3 separate regions of the Mus musculus genome follow, and all the other regions are linked to region 1. Evidence: chromatin contacts called from public promoter capture Hi-C data. All regions are on one chromosome and are shown on one strand. Each heading gives the region's core, a stretch centred on a gene start, on an enhancer-like site or on the middle of the called end of the contact. The rest is flanking DNA. Distances are from core to core; before and after follow the strand shown. Region 1 holds the start of Zbtb33 (zinc finger and BTB domain containing 33). Region 2 holds the start of Nkap (NFKB activating protein). Region 3 holds the start of Ube2a (ubiquitin-conjugating enzyme E2A).

Evidence for each region. Promoter capture Hi-C pulls out the DNA fragments that hold promoters and counts their contacts.
Region 2: a contact with region 1 is called in a promoter capture Hi-C map of hippocampal neurons, with 7 times the contacts expected there. The contact joins the promoter of Nkap here to the promoter of Zbtb33 in region 1. A contact is called at or near these places in 2 of 39 promoter capture datasets (cranial neural crest and hippocampal neurons).
Region 3: a promoter capture Hi-C map of erythroid cells shows a contact between it and region 1, with 16 times the contacts expected there. The contact joins the promoter of Ube2a here to the promoter of Zbtb33 in region 1. A contact is called at or near these places in 2 of 39 promoter capture datasets (erythroid cells and liver).

Annotation. Positions count from the first base shown.
Region 1 is chrX:38,187,234-38,191,117 of GRCm38.p6, forward strand. Zbtb33 (zinc finger and BTB domain containing 33) reads left to right here and starts at 2,560. Exons shown (of 2, transcript NM_020256.2): 1 at 2,560-2,849.
Region 2 is chrX:37,124,588-37,128,220 of GRCm38.p6, forward strand. It overlaps Nkap (NFKB activating protein), which reads left to right and starts at 2,176. Exons shown (of 9, transcript NM_025937.4): 1 at 2,176-2,788. The coding sequence starts at 2,409.
Region 3 is chrX:36,872,789-36,876,677 of GRCm38.p6, forward strand. Ube2a (ubiquitin-conjugating enzyme E2A) reads left to right here and starts at 1,507. Exons shown (of 6, transcript NM_019668.4): 1 at 1,507-1,741; 2 at 1,923-2,003; 3 at 2,379-2,404. The coding sequence starts at 1,698.

The DNA.
Region 1 (3,884 bases), core at 1,310-3,809:
AGACCAATGGAATAGAATTGAAGACCCAGAAATGAACCCACACACCTATGGTCACTTGATCTTCGACAAAGGAGCTAAAATCATCCAGTGGAAGAAAAACAGCATTTTCAACAAATGGTGCTGGCACAACTGGTGGTTATCATGTAGAAAAATGCGAATCGATCCATTCCTATCTCCTTGTACTAAGGTCAAATCTAAGTGGATCAGAGACACTGAAACTTATAGAGGAGAAAGTGGGGGAAAGCCTCGAAGATATGGGCACAGGGGGAAAATTCCTGAATAGAACAGCAATGGCTTGTGCTGTAAGATTGAGAATCGACAAATGGGACCTCATGAAACTGCAAAGCTTCTGCAAGGCAAAAGATACTGTCAATAAGACAAAAAGGCCACCAACAGATTGGGAAAGGATCTTTACCTATCCTAAATCAGATAGGGGACTAATATCCAATATATATAAAGAACTGAAGAGAGTGGACTCCAGAAAATCAAATAACCCCATTAAAAAATGGGGCACAGAGCTAAACAAAGAATTCTCACCTGAGGAATACTGAATGGCTGAGAAGCACCTGAAAAAATGTTCAGCATCCTTAATCATCAGAGAAATGCAAATCAAAACAACCCTGAGATTCCATCTCTCACCAGTCAGAATGGCTAAGATCAAAAATTCAGGTGACAGCAGATGCTGGCGAGGATGTGGAGAAAGAGGAACACTCCTCCATTGTTGGTGGGATTGCAATCTTGTACAACCACTCTGGAAATCAGTCTGGTGGTTCCTCAGAAAATTGGACATAGTACTACCGGAGGATCCCACAATACCTCTTCTGGGCATATATCCAGAAGATGTTCCAACTGGTAAGAAAGACACATGCTCCACTATGTTCATAGCAGCCTTATTTATAATAGCCAGAAGCTGGAAAGAACCCAGATGCCCCTCGACAGAGGAATGGATACAGAAAATGTGGTACATTTACACAATGGAATACTACTCAGCTATTAAAAAGAATGAATTTATGAAATTCCTAGCCAAATGGATGGACCTGGAGGGCATCATCCTGAGTGAGGTAACACAATCACAAAAGAACTCAAATGATATGTACTCACTGATAAGTAGATATTAGCCCAGAAACTTAGTATACCCAAGATATAAGATACAATTTGCAAAACACATGAAACTGAAGAAGAATGAAGACCAAAGTGTGGACACTTTGCCCCTTAGAATTGGGAACAATCACCCATGGAAGGAGTTATATAGACGAAGTTTGGAGCTGAGACAAAAGGATGGACCATCTAGAGACTGCCATATCCAGGGATCCATCCCATAATCAGCCTCCAAACGATGACACCATTGCATACACTAGCAAGAGTTTGCTGAAAGGACCCTCATATAGCTGTCCCTTGTGAGACTATGCCGGGGCCTAGCAAACACGGAAGTGGATGCTCACAGTCAGCTATTGGATGGATCACAGGGCCCCCAATGGAGGAGCTAGAGAAAGTATCCAAGGAGCTAAAGAGATCTGCAACCCTGTAGGTGCAACAACATTATGAACTAACCAGTACCCTGGAGCTCTTGACTCTAGCTGCATATGTATCAAAAGATGGCCTAGTCGCCGTCACTAGAAAGAGAGGCCCATTGGACATGCAAACTTTATATGCCCCAGTACAGGGGAACGCCAGGGCCAAAAAGTGGGACTGGGTGGGTAGGGGAGTGGGGGGGTGTGTGTGGGACTTTTGGGCTAGCATTGGAAATGTAATTGAGGAAAATACATAATAAAAAATATTTTAAAAAATAATGATAAACAATACAAATATTATTGCCTTTCAAGGTAGGGCTCATTTGACACTATTTGGTTTGTTATTCCTTCTCTGTAGTTCTATACTTTTAAAATACTTTTATTCGTGTGTATGTACCTGCCGAGCCCTCTGAAATGAGAGAAACTTGTCTTATCTGCTTTTCTATCCCACAGGGCCTGGAGTATATTTGCTGCAGATCAAATGTGATCTCTATGTTAATAGATATGCAGTTAACAAGATATTGCATGCACCATTTAACATTCGATTAACAAGAGTTATCAGAACACAGGTTTCTTCTTAAAAGTAGACAGTGTAATGTGGTTTTCTTGTTATCCTACAATTTGAATTAGTATGAGTTAAATTTTAGTATGCAGATTGTATTCAAGGTGGCTTGTTATCCAAGCAACAGGCTAACAGGGCAGACTTCAAACATGCAAAAGAACTGGAATTTATACAACCTCTGAACATTTTTAAGCCCTCGGGACTTAAGGGAGTTTGAACAAACAAGACTAGCCTCCCTGCCACTCCTAACAGTGTCATCGGATCTTTGTCTGTCTCACGGAGCCGAGCTCTTAAGAGAATCACAGAACACTTAGAAAAATGCTTCGCAGTCACGGAAAGAGCCGAAGGCGGGCTTCGCGCTCTTCCGGACAACCCCGGGCTGCTCTCGGAAGAGGAAGGCGAGGAAGCCACGCCTCCCACGCTGCGCCCTCTGTCGGCGGAGCCCGGCGCCCGAGCCGCGTCCGTGGAAGCCGCTTTGACGTCGGCGGAAACTGGAGCGACATTTAAAGCGGCAGCAGCGGCGCTGCGGAGTCCGGCTGCTTGGGGTAGGACTCTGACCCTGCCTCGGCCCCGAGGAGGAGAAAGCGGCCGCCGCGGAGCAGGTGAGGAGTGGGCTGGGCACCGGGCCCGGGAGACGGAGCCCGCCTACGCCTTCCATGCCCTGGCCGCGCCTACGCTTGCGGCCGCCTCGCTTGAACCAGGAAGCAGCGGAGCCCGAGGCCTTGGCTCCTCTGCTCTTTCTTTGTGTGGGTCCCGGAGCTCTACCAAGAGAACCGGTAAGGCGCGGCGTGGTCCCCTTCTCTGTCCAGTGCCAGAGGCACCCGGTACCCTTGCATAAGCCTTAGGGCGTGGGGGACGCCGCCAAGTACCCACTTGGCTTTCTCCCTCTCCATTCGTCCGCTTTGGGGGGCGGGGAAGGGGGCTCTTTTCCCACCTCCCTACTAGTTTGATTGAGCTTTACTATGGGGCCCATCCTCCTCTTTAGATCCTTCTTTGGACACAACAATGCTTCCGGCTTCGCATGGCCCGCTACCCCCAACAGAGTACCCTTAGGAGCTAGGCCTACTTTCTTCAACACCCCTCAACCCCCCTGCCTTCGTTCTGCTGTTTGCATCGCCATCCCTGTTTGTGTTTTCACGTGAATTGACGTTTAAAAGCTCAGTTGCACCAAAGTTCAAAGGAAGAAGAGGGAGATGGTGGAAGAGGGAGAGATGGACAACAGCTGCAGGGAGCCCTGTAGTGTTGGTTTGTTTCCCCCCCTCTGGCCCGTGGCATTTTTCTCTTCCCTACTGTCACCAGCCTTCTAAACCAGCCAACAACCAAAGATGTGTTACACAATGCTATGAGATGCCTTTTCCGTAGGCAGGTCGCAAATCTCTGGGGAGGAAAGGTTTGAGACCCACTTGGGGTGATCCTGGGCTAACCCTGACCAGCTGGATACCTAATCAAAATGAAACCAGGTCCCAGTATCACCTAGACACCTACATTTGAATCATTCCCATGTTGGAAAAAAAAAACCCTTATTTTCCAATTATAAAAATCATGTGGCCATATACAGAAATCTCTCCACTTGAAAGTGGTTTCTGTTGAAACCTTCATGTTTTGGATTGTTGGCAGATTGTCTAAAGGTCACACTTTGTGATGAATGCCTTTGTGATTGCCTGTAATTCCTTGGTGCTGTTAAAATGGAGTAGCTAACATGGTTTTAATTTTTGGCTTTTAGACTTTTAAAGTTATGATGTTTTAAATACAGAGATACTCATGCCTCCCTTGTGTGTTTATATGTGAGCATGTGTGTGTGTGTGTGTGTG
Region 2 (3,633 bases), core at 926-3,425, 1.1 Mb before region 1:
GTCATGCCAGCAATGACAGCTAAGAACTTCAACATCAACCAGCACAGCATGATATTTCTAAGGGTGCAGGAGGGGCATGAATATCCTACTACCAGCAGATCTCTATTTGGCTGCATCCTCTCTTAGATGAGCCTGCCTACCTTTGAGTCTGGCTTGTTATCCATCGTTTCTGCTTGTATTTTGATCCCTGCTTGCCTCAAACCTTTTTCTATCCCTTTTTTCATTCCACCCCATAATCTTTTTATTCATCCTTTTCTTCCTTACATTTTCATTCATCCTCAAATAAAATAAGGCCTGCTCAACAAGAAGGAAATGATACCTCGTACCAGAAACCCAGCCAACTACCCAGGGCTACTGATGAATTTATCTTTGCACAGAATCTACAACCACCACTTTACTAAACCAGCACAGTTTTAACTGTATTATAAATATTTATCCTTACACCCATATATACAAGTGTAACAATCACCCCTCATTAAAGAAACTTATCTTTACAAAAGACAGAGAGCACCACACAGAAAAATCAAATTTGGTGGAGCTATTCATGTGACTACTCAATGAAATATGTACTGCACCCATCACAGAGAACAAGTAATCCTGTGGTGCCCAGCCCAGACTGATCCATATGCAACCTAACCCTTGCATCTATGGCTCAGGGATCATGGAGGAAGGGAGTGGGCAGAAAGAGTGTAAGAGACCAAGAAGTTTGCTCTCAGACTGCATCCCCTAGAAATGTCAGAGAAACTATGAAGTCTCAGCAACATGGCTACTTAAGCAAGACCTGACAAGGATGACACCAGAAGATAGATTATGGGAAAATCTCACGAGGCTCTAACCCTAGACAAAGAACTACAGGCAACTAGGTAATGCTGAGAGCCAGGAGAAATAGTCTTCCCTCAGCTGATTATCCAATACCAAATGGTCGGTCCTGAAATCATAAACATACGGTTAATATATGCTCTGAGCAGGTTATTGTAACAGGGCTCTAGACCTTAGTAGGTCCCCAGACCTTAGCACAACTGACTCCATGATGGAAGTACCATTCAGGCTGCAACATTCAGCATGTAGACAGTATCACCTGCCAAAACAAAAGACAAAAGATCAAAGTACATAGTTCTGGGAATATTCCTAAAGGTACTGACCTTCCCTGTTGGCTTCTGTAGTTTCACTTTTGGACATGTTCTTGTTAACTGAAGTATATCAACACAGGACGTGTGTGTGTGTGTGTGTGTGTGTGTGTGTGTGTGTGTGTGTGCGCGCGCAACTTTTTTTTTCGAGACAGGGTTTCTCTGTGTAGCCCTGGTTGTCCTGGAACTCACTCTGTGGACCAGGCTGGCCTTGAACTCAGAAATCCTCCTGCCTCTGCCTCCCAAGTGCTGGGATTAAAGGCATGGGCCACCACCGCCCCGGCGTGTGTGACTTTCTATTGGCTAAAACCCATATCTAAGTAGTCTTCTCTGGTGAAAACATTACAACAGCTATAGTTACAGGTACATGTAATGACAAATAAAGAAAAAGAGGCAATGAGTTTAAAAGAGCAAGAGGAGGCACGCAGGAATGGTTGGAGGTAGAAAGGGGAAAATGACACAATTACATTTCAATTTCAAAAAAATTAAAAACAAAATTAATATTTGAATGCTCTTTTGCCTAAAAATACTTAATACATACAACTATTAATCGTCTACCTTATATTTTGCTGGGCTAGTGTATGATGGACTAGTTGAAGGGGCTTGATAACTTCGTTTTGTGGGACATTTGTAGAGATGGGTGGCTTGAACCTACGTACTAAGATTTTCCTCTGGGTCGCTAAATTAATCGGAGTATAACAGACTGAAGTTATCAGAATGTATGCTTTCTAAGTGAACTGGACAACAATGATCTTAGATTAAAGCTTAACCCTAATCATGATCTTTTGTTTGCTTGGGATTAAAAAAAAAAGAGTGGGAGTGGGGGTTATAATACATACACAGATTCATACGCGCACACTATACAGGCAAAGATCGTCCCACACTAAATAAAGGGAGAATTGGCGGTGTTGCTTATATGGCTACTCAATGAAATACTTGTCTCATTCATCGCAATGTTCTTTCAGGCATCCAGTGCGGTTTAGGTTTCAGAAACCTCACTAGGAACTGGATGAGAGCGTAGCCTCAGTTTCCTGGCCGGCTTCTATATAGAGGTACACAAATCCCTTCCTGTTGGCGGCAAGGACTCTGGGTCCGGGGGAAGGGGTTTACCGCTGTACACGGAACTGTTTCCAAGTTGGTTTTTTTGTTTGTTTGTTTGTTTGCTTGCTTTTTTTCGGATTTGGTCGGCTGCAAGCTCTAGGACCCTAGGTGTCCGGGACCTTTGGGGGTCGCGAGAGCGCCTCCTTGTCCCGCCCCTTGGTAGCTTCAGCTTCCCCCACCATGGCTCCTGTATCGGGCTCGCGTAGCCCTGAACGGGAGGCCTCCGGGGCGAAGCGTCGCAGTCCATCGCGGAGCCCCAAATCCATCAAATCTTCCCGCTCCCCGCGGTGTCGCCGGTCTCGCTCGCGCTCTTGTTCTCGGTTCGGCGACCGGAATGGCCTCAGTCATTCGCTGAGTGGCTTCAGCCAAAGCTCCCGAAACCAATCTTACCGCTCCCGCTCTCGATCGCGCTCTCGCGAACGGCCCTCGGCACAGCGGAGCGCCCCGTTTGCTTCTGCATCCTCGTCCGCCTATTACGGCGGCTACTCGCGTCCCTACGGGGGCGACAAGCCATGGCCTAGCCTGCTGGACAAGGAAAGGGAGGAGAGTCTCCGGCAGAAGTGAGTGAAATCGCCGCACCCTCTCTTGGGTCATTCTGCCTGCCTTTGAGTCCAGCTTGTTCATTGTTTCTGTTTTATTTCGCTTCCCATCCGCCTCGCACCTTTTTCATCTCTTTCTTCAGTTCACCCCGTGACCTTTTTTATTTATCCTTTCTAACTTACATTTTCATTCATCCCTAGACTCCTTCATAAGAGGCCCTGGTTTCCCACTACCTACTTACCCCTACTGGGAAAGTAAGAGGCTATTGTATGCCTTGGTGTCATTATCCGTGCACCTGTCTTTATTCCTCACTAAACGGAAATAGAGGTTTGTGACTTTTATTGATCACAGAATTAGTAGTGCCTGCCTCTTGGTAGGCATGGCAGCTGTTTCTTGTTGCATGAACAAACAGAAAAAATTGAGACAAGAGGATATTTCAGTGGAAACGTTTTGCAGTGAACTGGGAAGTATTGTAATTAAGTATATGTATTGGTTTTGAGGGAAAAGAATAATTAGATGAGGCTATGTTGGGAAAAGTCTTGGCAAGTGGTCTCAGCCGTGTTGACCATGCAAACCAATGTGGGAATGAGATTGGATTTCCTCTAATGGAATTCTTAGTTTAAAAAGACTCACAAATCTTTAGTAGCAACAACTGTGAGACTCTTGAGGCAAGTCAGAACACTCATTCTCATCGACGTAGCAAATTTACGGCCGCCTTGGTCTACATGAGGCCATGCCTCAAGACATATTTAAATTCAAAAGCTGGGCATGCATGATGTCTCACTCCTGTAATCCTAGCGTTCAGGAAGCCGAGGTAGGACTGTCACAAGTAATTCGAGGCCAGCCTGTACTACAGAGTTAATTC
Region 3 (3,889 bases), core at 257-2,756, 1.3 Mb before region 1:
TTCCAGCATCCTTGTCTGCCCACTAAGTGACTTTTGGGTTGATCTTTGAAAATGCTTCTTTGAAACTGTTCTTGCTTTTGCAGGTCCCTATACTCCCTGGGAGGCTTGCCTGAGACTTGCAGCTTTTCCTGTGCGCCCTGCCTCTCCTTGCCGCCTCCGGTCCTTCCAATACTCTCCAGCTGGATAAGCTCATACCTCAGACTCTTCTAAACTAGCTGCTTGGCTTGCTGAATTACCAAGGGGAAATGTGGTTCCAGAGACAAATTGTGAGTACCCATAGAGATTGTAAAAAGTCTATTTTCCCTGGGAGAAGCTCTCATTTCTTTTTTTTCTTTCTTTCTTTCTTTTCTTTTCTTTCTTTTTTTTTTTTTCCGACACAGGGTTTCTCTGTGTAGCCCTGGCTGTCCTGGAACTCACTTTGTAGACCAGGCTGGCCTCGAACTCAGAAATCCGCCTGCCTCTGCCTCCCGAGTGCTGGGATTAAAGGCGTGCGCCACCACGGCGAAGCTCTCATTTCTGCCACTGCCCCCCAACATCATTTCATTCAGTCCTAGGGTTAAAAGTTGGGTTTGAATTGTGCACCCTCATCTCAAAGAAGATGGACCCAAAGTCCATTTTCATACTCAAGAGCTATTTATTTATTTATTTATTTATTTATATTACTTTCCCCATGACTTTAAGCAGTTACCCCAGCCTCTCGTGTCTACAGGACTGTGACCCTAACATCCTTGCCTTTGGAGAACTGCTTTGCCTGTGCCAAGTCTTTCCTCCACTCTTTTCTTTCAACTAATCTTCTCGCCTCTTTCCCCGACCCTAAACAGTAGTTGGCAGTTTAATAATTCATTCTTTGTCAAAACAGAAGAAAGGTTAAAGACATATTCCTGGCAGGCTGAGGTGACCTCCAAGTCCAGCCTCTGGGATTCACAGTGAGTCTGAGTTAGCCTGTGTTACATTAGATACTACAAGAGACCAACCCTACAATCAATCAGCCAATCAATCAATCAACAAATAAGTGGAGGAAGAAGGGGGAACCAATAACAAAACAAGAAGTAATTAAAAGACTGGCATGGTGGTGCACTCTTGTAATCCCAGCATTTGGGAGGTGAAAGCAGGAGAGTCAGGAGTTCAAAATCATGCTCAACGACACAGTGAGTTCGAGGTTCTCTGGCCTATAGGAGACTCTGTCTCAACAGAGGGGGAAAAAAGATAGAAAAAGAGCCCCTCCTTCCCGAAAAAAAGTAAGTACCTATAAAAAGAAAACTTCGCAGGGGTTCCTCTTCAAGTCAGCAAGTGGGGCCCGCGCTGCTCCCTGTTAAATCACCGGGACTTGAAGGTTTCCTTTGCTTCCCGCCTAGCCTTTTCCCCCAGGGAACTTGGCCACCTCCTCCCTTAGGTCCAGGGCCAGGGCTCTCAGGTGGGACGTGATTGACAGGTCAACTTTGGCTCTCCCCGCCCCGTGGCCGCCTTGGTACGGTCCGCCGGGCGTAAGGCGTTCCCCGCACCCCCCCGCGCGTTCTCCCCAGGTTGGTTCGGCCCCCGTCTACTCTGGGGTGGTGCTTAGCCGGCGCCAGACCGACCCTCGGCTCCGGAGCGGCAGTGCCGTCCCTCTCGGCGCCTCCTCGGCTTCTCCGGCTTCCTCGGCTTCCTCGGGGACCGCGGACCCTGGTATATGCCCGACTGCTGAGCCCGCTAAAGCCATGTCGACCCCGGCCCGGCGCCGCCTCATGAGGGACTTCAAGAGGTAACCCGCGTCCGCGAGGGCCAGGCGCTCGAGGGGGCGGCCTGCCTGCCCGCCTGCCTGCCTGCCTGCCGGGGGGCACAGGGCGGAGCCCGAAGCGGAGCGGCTCCGGGTGTGATGGGGAGGGGGATCCCGGCGGCGAATCGCGGGGCTGAGGGCAGCCGCTGTGTGTCTGTTTCTGAAGGTTACAGGAAGATCCTCCGGCCGGAGTGAGCGGGGCTCCGTCGGAGAACAACATAATGGTTTGGAATGCGGTCATTTTTGGGTGAGTCTGCGGGCCGGCTCTCGCCGGCGACCGGGGCAGGGAGGACCGGGGCCGGCCCCTAGACGAGCCGCGCATGGGGGGAAAGGGGAAGAGAGTTGGGGTTGCTTGGGCCTAGGCGCCTCCCCGGAGCCTCTGCCTCGATTAGCTGCCTTCTCTCTGCTAGGGGAACTCTTTGGGGTTCTTGGTGGCGAGGGGCAGCGGAGGCTGCGGCGGCCTGCGCCGCCTTTTCCTAACCCGGGACAGCGGTGCGGGACGGACCAGGCGGCAGGGATGGGAAACCTTGACAGAGCCGCCGCCTCTGAGGCTGCGGGGAGGCGGGGACCCTCTGAGCCGGCACTAACGGGCTCTTGTTTTTGTTTTTATTCTGTGTTGCAGGCCCGAAGGGACCCCGTTTGAGGATGGTAAGAGAGTTTCTTAGCCCACCTTTCAGGAGCCTACTCTTCAGGGGAAAGGGGGTCCCGGGTATCAGCAAGCGCCCCCCACTTAAAGAAGCGGCTTTGCCCCTGCCACCTCTGACCACCAAAGGCTCAAGTGAAATTCAGTGTGTGGCGGATTGTTCTGGCTAGACCTAGGCTTAATCAAAACTTCACTTTTTCCGTTCGTTTGTGTCGTCTCCCCCCCCCCCCGTTTAATCCATCCTGGGTGAAAGTAGTCACTTTTTAAAAGAAGTGCCACAGCGCTGGTATTCAGGGTTGTGGAGGTTTGAGCAGCCTTCTTGCTAACTTTAGCCCCCACAGAGATAATGCAGCAGGAAACCAGTTCACCAGCAACCATCTGGTCCACAAAGCGTTCCATCCCCAGGGCAAGAAGTGTGTTCAGCAGTGCTTAGTGTGTGGCTTGTTTAGTGCTGAATGGATGCAAGCTTCTCTGACATACAGTTGCCTGCCTGGCTTGAGCAATGTCACTAAGGTCACGAGCCTCACTTCTTTAGAGATGCTCTTCCATGTCTAATTTCAGTATAATGTTGTTCCTTGAGTTTTCAATTCATTTACAGTGTGTGTTTCCGGTTAGATCCTCTGACTGATAATCTCAAAGCAGTTTCAGAATTGAGATTTGCCTCACAGTAGCCCCCGTTTGGCCGGTATCCAGTCTACTTGAATGTTGAGTTTATATCAAGAGGTGCATAACAAACGATTTAGGCTTTAACTTTTTTTTGTTGTTGTTGTTTTTTGTTTTTTTCGAGACAGGGTTTCTCTGTACAGCCCTGGCTGTCCTGGAACTCACTCTGTAGACCAGGCTGGCCTCGAACTCAGAAATCTACCTGCCTCTGCCTCCTGAGTGCTGGGATTAAAGGCGTGTGCCACCGCTGCCCGGCTAGTCTCTGGTTCTTGATCATCTAACTAGTATCAGATATGCTTTCCATCTTGTGGGGTGGGCTTTAAGTCAAATCAAACATTGGTTGGTTATGCCACCATTGCACTAGCATTTTTTTTTCAGGCATAACAGTATTGTAGGTAATATGGAGAGGTTGCTGTTTGCCTTTCTCCTTTGGTAGCTGGGATCAAAGGCGTGCGCCACCACACCCGGCTAGGCTTTAACTTTTAAACACATAATAACTGCTCTTCAAAACTTGATATATTTATTGAATGCTGCCTTGCTGTCCTATGCCTTTCATTCTTGCACTTAGATGGCAGAGTGGGCAGGCAAGACTCCATGAGTTTGAGACTAGTCTAGTCTACTGTAATTTCAGGCCAGTCAGAGTTATCCTTGTCTTAAAAATAAAACAACAAGGAAAAGCCTTCCCCACTCTAATTTGACATAATTACAGATTCCTGTGCAGTTGAAATAAATACTATTAATGAGTCCCTGTAAACTCTTACCCAAGTCCCATTACCTTTTTGGCAATATCTTTTGTTTTTTTTGTTGTTGTTGTTTGTTTTTGTTTT